2 separate regions of the Rattus norvegicus genome follow, and region 2 is linked to region 1. A link is a contact called in public Hi-C data. All regions are on one chromosome and are shown on one strand. The core of a region is the stretch at or near the end of the contact, and the rest is flanking DNA. Distances in the headings are between cores, read along the strand shown. Region 1 overlaps Ido2 (indoleamine 2,3-dioxygenase 2). Region 2 holds the start of Tcim (transcriptional and immune response regulator).

The links. Hi-C and Micro-C count contacts between places; a contact is called where the count stands out from the background.
Region 2: a Hi-C map of the A7r5 cell line shows a contact between it and region 1, with 3 times the contacts expected there. The contact joins the promoter of Tcim here to the enhancer-like site in region 1. A contact is called at or near these places in 12 of 12 Hi-C or Micro-C datasets (the A7r5 cell line, the Rat2 cell line, Schwann cells and 7 more) and 1 of 1 datasets of contacts at active chromatin or transcription factors (oligodendrocytes).

What each region holds. Positions count from the first base shown.
Region 1 is chr16:74,198,843-74,201,832 of GRCr8, reverse strand. Ido2 (indoleamine 2,3-dioxygenase 2) reads right to left here. Exons shown (of 10, transcript NM_001419674.1): 10 at 1,182-2,990. Among named protein-coding and RNA genes, the nearest start is that of Ido2, 39 kb to the right of the region's middle. Within about 2 kb of position 1,377, at least 4 of the 93 cell types and tissues checked have an H3K27ac peak or open chromatin away from gene starts, as enhancers often do. A contact at or near this core is called in the A7r5 cell line, where this site is marked.
Region 2 is chr16:74,296,936-74,299,925 of GRCr8, reverse strand. It overlaps Tcim (transcriptional and immune response regulator), which reads right to left and starts at 1,582. Exons shown (of 1, transcript NM_001115043.1): 1 at 289-1,582. The coding sequence starts at 1,544. The coding sequence ends at 1,224. All of the region lies in intron 2 of LOC120097515 (a long non-coding RNA gene), which reads left to right.

The DNA.
Region 1 (2,990 bases), core at 128-2,627:
GGAATCATGACTTCAAAAGGCTCAACAGCATGCCTGCCAGTACAGCACGGGGCATGAGCTGAAGGGACTCCAGACGCGTCAGTCGGCCGTATCAAACCACACCCTTGCTATTGTCTGCCTCCCAACACCCCCAAATGAGGAACACACGCGAGAAATGTGCCTAAGCCCCACTTTATAACAAACTTTGTCCCAAGGTGTATCTCTTCTCTTAGAGCTACCCCAGACTGCATAGCTTCACTTGATAATAAACAAGAAGTCGAGGATCCGCTGCCTTCTGGGGTGGTTTGAAAGCCATATTGTTTCAAACACTGAGAAGCAGCAGCATTGGAAGCCAGGTCTTATCTCGAAGGTCCCACTCTTTGAGAGAAGCAAGGGGCAGGGGCAGGGGCATGGAGGCAAATGGGCTTCACTCCAGACCCTTTCTGGACCCTCACACATATGGTTCATCCCAGAGAAGAATTGAAACACGTAGGCACACCTCTGCCCTTATGCTGTGGTGTGAAACAGACTTCAACAGGAGACAAGGACACCAGGTAGAGAGGGAAGATTTTCTGCCGTGTTCTAATCTCCTGGGGGACACTGTTGAACCTACACCAGAAAGAGGACCAGTGACAGTATCGATAGAGGAACGCGATACTGGGTCTCTGAGAAGCCCTTAGCCTGGTCATGTGTACCCCTCCCCCCATATGCCAGATGGAGCCCAGAGGACCCAAGACAGGAAGAGTCCTGAGGCCTTGGTGCAGGACCTGGCTGAGTTCTCTTTTGGAGTTCGACTCCTCTCTCCCCCAGGCTGTAAAAGCAAAGAACCTAAGCCAGTGTCATGTTGCATTATGGTCACAGGGACAGTGGAACGACAGGGCTATGGGGCTGAAAGGCTTTCTGGGTAGGATGAACTGGCTTGCTAAGTCCACCTTACCTGGCTCCACACGGGAGACAAACATTTGGAAGAGGCCAGGCAACAAGCAGATGCCCTCACTGATGCTATACTCCTAGACAGGACCGTGAGACTAGTGCCCACTGCAGGTGTGTGTGTGTGTGTGTGTGTGTGTGTGTGTGTGTGTGTGTGTGTGTACACACATGCGTTTGCAGAGTGGGGAAGCAACAACGGTTGGAATTTACTTTAAACTGGTGAGGCTGGGGTTTTCTGCAGCCAGGTAGGAAAAGGCTTTGAGCTAGAACTGTCCAATATAAAAAGCCACATTTATTTTTATCCTAAACATGTGGGCTTACTATTTATTCTGGTTTGGCTCTCTTGCTTTCAAGGGGTCAATTAAAGCATTTTTCACATACAAATTTCCAGTGTCACCAGGGGGAAAGAAAAACACAGTCCTAAAAATAGAGCAGAGAGAATTAAAATAGAATCGGCGATGTCTACACCCTGTGGGGGAGTCACATCGGTTCCAAGTCAGTAGCCGGTCGCTCCCATGCTGGTGACTTCCAGGTCTGCATGGAGAGCAACCTCACCTCACAAATCTCCACTGAGCATCTGACCCCTCCTCCCCACCCTGTGCTGAATCCAACCTGGGCAGGGAGGAGAAGGCTGGCCCAGGTCACGGACAAGAGCACAGTAGGGCCTTGGTGAACTGAAAGAATCTAGAGCCGGCCATGGTGGTTGCATGTGTGTAATACAAGCACTCGGGAGGCTCAAGTAGTTCAAGGCAACCTGGGCTGAAGGATAGTAAGATACTGTCTCAAAAAACAAAACAAAAAATACCAAAAATAAACAAAAAGAAAGAGACAGCCGTCAATACCATCTCTGTCATCATTGTGGCCACATTGTCATTATCATCATCGTCGTCGTCATCATCATCGTCATTATCATCATCGTCGTCGTCGTCGTTGTCATCATCATCATCGTCATCACCAACAGCAGCAGCAGCAGCAGCATGGCTCAGTGTCTCACCCCTGTACAGCTCCAGCCTAAGTGACTCATCGAGACTTTCTCTCAAAGCCAGGGACACAGAGAGCAGGAAGCGTATGGTGGAGCAATTGGCCAACGTGTGCAGAGCGTTGGGTGTAACCTCCAGGAAGGCAAAACAAAAGAAACAAAGCTTCATACCAAGCTACTCACACATGGCGCATACACATAAGCTCTGAAGGGTGAGGCAGGGGGATCACAGTTTGAGGCCCGGAGAGAAGAGGCAGGGAGGGAGGAAGGGAAGAGGTCTGGGAGAAGAACCAGTGACACGTCCAAAAGCAACTTGATTCTTTTTAGATTGAGCTTGGGTATCTCTGACTTGCCCACAGAATGAAGACACGGTGGCAGCTCTCTGCTGTGAGGCAGGGGGATTGGGCAGGGCAGAAAGGTTCCTAGCAAGCAAACTGGCTGGGGTAGGGTTGGGGTGGGAGCCACAGTTTACTAACAAAGGACATGGTGTTCTTTGTGGCAAAACTATGCTTGAGTCTAAGCAGAGACCCTGGTTCTGGCTCCCACAGGATGCTAAGCACAAGGATGCAGGATGAGAACAGCTAAGCACAAGGATGCAGGATGAGAACAGCTAAGCACAAGGATGCAGGATGAGAACAGCTAAGCACTAGGATGCAGGATGAGAACAGCAAAGTTCCAGGATGCAGGATGAGAACAGCTAAGCACAAGGATGCAGGATGAGAACAGTGAAGTTCTAGGATGCAGGATGAGAAGCTAAGCATTAGGATGCAGGATGAGAACAGCTAAGCACTAGGATGCAGGATGAGAACAGCTAAGCACAAGGATACAGGATGAGAACAGTGAAGTTCTAGGATGCAGGATGAGAACAGCTAAGCACTAGGATGCAGGATGAGAACAGCTAAGCACTAGGATGCAGGATGAGAACAGGTAAGCACTAGGATGCAGGATGAGAACAGCTAAGCACTAGGATGCAGGATGAGAACAGCTAAGCACTAGGATGCAGGATGAGAACAGCTAAGCACTAGGATGCAGGATGAGAACAGCTAAGTTCCAGGATGCAGGATGAGAACAGCTAAGCACTAGGATGCAGGATGAGAACAGC
Region 2 (2,990 bases), core at 333-2,832, 98 kb before region 1:
TGGATCTGCTGTAGGAGAAATTTCACAAACATGGAAATAGATAATGGATATAGAAGAGTAACGTTGCTAAATTACTCTGTGGGCAGCTATATCTATGCCATGGGGTTTAAAATGGGGTTGAGAAACTTCTCTAGACACTTAGAGCAATAATTTGCTTTGGAAAAGTTTGGCAATCAGCATACAGCTGCTCTGAAAGATTTAGAGTCAACCCCTAGAAAAGTTTACAATGATCAGAATTTACCGTCCTATATTTTCCCCCGGGACCGATCATCACGGAGAAAGAGAAGCTAAGTTGATAATAATTTATTAGGCTATGTATCACTTACAATGTATAATAAATTATATAAAAAATACCACAGCATCCTTCTAAACAATCTCTCATATTCATATCCTAATGCTCGCTACGGTGTCTGTAGGACATTTAATTAGATTATATTTTAGCATTAGCCAGAAAGTTTAAAAAAACATTAGAAAATCGTTCACAGTCCTTCAGATTTATGAAGGGCCCCATTCTTTCAACTTTGGGCAAACCATTTTGGAATGTGTACAAATCCATAGACGACCACCATGCTGGGCAAGGCATCCAGTTCTTTGACTTTAACACCAGGGGGCGCACTGTCTTAGGCATTGTATGAAATGCAAGCAGTCAATTACTGATCTGTAAAAATCTTGACCCCATAAACAGCACGGAGGTTTAGCCACATTTTAAGACATTCGGGTTAAAAAACAAAAAAGCAAAACTTCAGTAAACCATTTACGGTTCATATTCCTTCTCTTTCCTCCCTCTCCTTACCCACTTCGATATTTTTCAAAAAGAAAGAAAACAAAATAACAAACCAAACAACAAGAACAAAAACCAAGTTAGGTTTGAGTTTAGTTTTAGGGCCTTTCCCAGGACCCTGGATGCGTGCACTCAGTCCCCACAAATGCCATGTTCTGCAAGTTCTGGTCCGTGCCTCCATTCTCTCAGGCTGTGTTGCTCCTTTCCTGCTGCGAGAGTTCTCAACACCTGCTGAAGGCACTTTGCTCCCAGTGGGACAGCTCAGGGCTGTAAGGAGTTGGGAGTCTGTGTAGCTGGTGAGGTATGTCCCTTCCATCCTCGGAGTCCTGTCGGGAGAAGCTCTCAAGCCTTTGTGCGGGACACTGCCCCTGCCAAGACTGGCAGGCTCACTGGGTCTTTAAAGGTTCATTGGTGGATAAGCTCCTTAGCCATCCTGCTGTGCTCAGTGTACCTTGATGGAGTATTTCCGCAGTTTGAGGAACTGGAGAAGCTTGTCTTTTGTCCTCTTCTTCAGGGCCATGAGGGCTCGAGTTTTCTCCTCCAAATCTTGGTCGATGGCGAAAATGATCTTGGCCCGCTCCTCTGCCTTCTTGTCTCCCGAGTTCCTGAAGAGCCTCTGCAGGGACTCCTGGTCTATGTTTTCAAAGATGTTACCCACAGCTTTCTTGCGAGCAGCTGTGTCGAAGTGGTAGCCGTGGATGGACGGGCTTACTCGAAGAGAAGTGGACATGCTGGTGGCTGGGTGGCTTGGTTTTGCTTTCATCGATGTGGGTCTTTCACAGCTCAGCTTGGGCACTTCCAGGGAAGTCTGTTGTAAAATCAATCCCTGGACTGCTATTTAAAGTGTGAACAGAGCTCCGGACTCAAATTACACTGGTGACGTCACATTGATCCCAGGGAGGAAAAACCACAGAACATTAACAGTTGCGTTGCCAAATATCTGGCTCCGGATGCTGGAATGCATTTCAAAGTTGTGTTTGGAGAAGCTGGCTACGGGGGCTTCCCTCTTTACATCCCTGACGGCCGTTTGTCCTTACAAACCGTCTCTTCCTTCCAGAAGCTGAAACCAGGAGAGAGAAAAGGCTCAAAAATCTTCACCAACAATTGAAACAAAGAGTCCTGCCAAACTCAGCAGAGTTTCGATTTGTAGAGAAGTTGTCTTTTTTTTTTTTGGTTTTTTTTTGTTTGTTTGTTTTTGGTTTTGTTTTTTGTTTTTTTTTTTTTTTTTGGTTCTTTTTTTCCGGAGCTGGGGACCGAACCCAGGGCCTTGCGCTTCCTAGGCAAGCGCTCTACCACTGAGCTAAATCCCCAACCCCTTAGAGAAGTTTTTAAAGTGCAGGCCAGACACTGACGGCCTAGGTCTGTGTGCCTTTTGCCTGTCCCTCTCAGGGTAACTGTGGCTTGTGGAGCGAGGGCCTGGGAGTCAGAGAAAATACTTTGGAGGACATCGGATTCTAGAGCTAAAGTTTGCTGACAGAATACTGACACGGCTCGGCGGGAAACCAGGAGTCACAAACTGTGTGTGAGTGCAATATGCAATTTCTGCCAGAAAGTGCAATTTAAACAGTAATAGCGGCAGGGGGGAGCTCTTATCTTGTGTGGGTAGTGACAGCAACAGCTATCCAAAAGCAGGGGTCAAAGGTTAATGAAGATGCTTTGAGTACTCAGTGCCCACAAGGAATGAGCTGACCTTTTGTTTTCAGGGCCACTTTGGAATCACTCAGCATAATTAGAACGATGCCATCCTCATTACACGTTTTAACATCTTACTTTTGCTATCCACAGATATGTACAGCTATTACATGCTAAACGGTTACCTTCATCTGACCTAGGGATTCCTCTTTAGGAACCAAACCTCTACTGTACTTTCTGGTCCTCCAAGAAACCAGAATGGACTTTTATATTTTTTCATATATAGTCAAGAAAGTCACAGACCTACAACCCCATCTGTCTGAGGCAGGCTAGCAAACTGCAGGACAGACTGAATTACACAGGAATTCCCTGTCTCAAAGTTAAATTAAATTAATAAAATAGAAATAAAATCGTTATTTTACCTTAATAAAGTTTGTGCCTTACTAGGAGAAAGGAATGAGATATCTTTGCACATAATCTTCATATTATCTCAAAGAAATATCCACTGGGATAAATATCCACCAGAGTTATGGGAGCACGTGAGGGCAGGGGACTTCTACAAACTGGGATTTGTAGA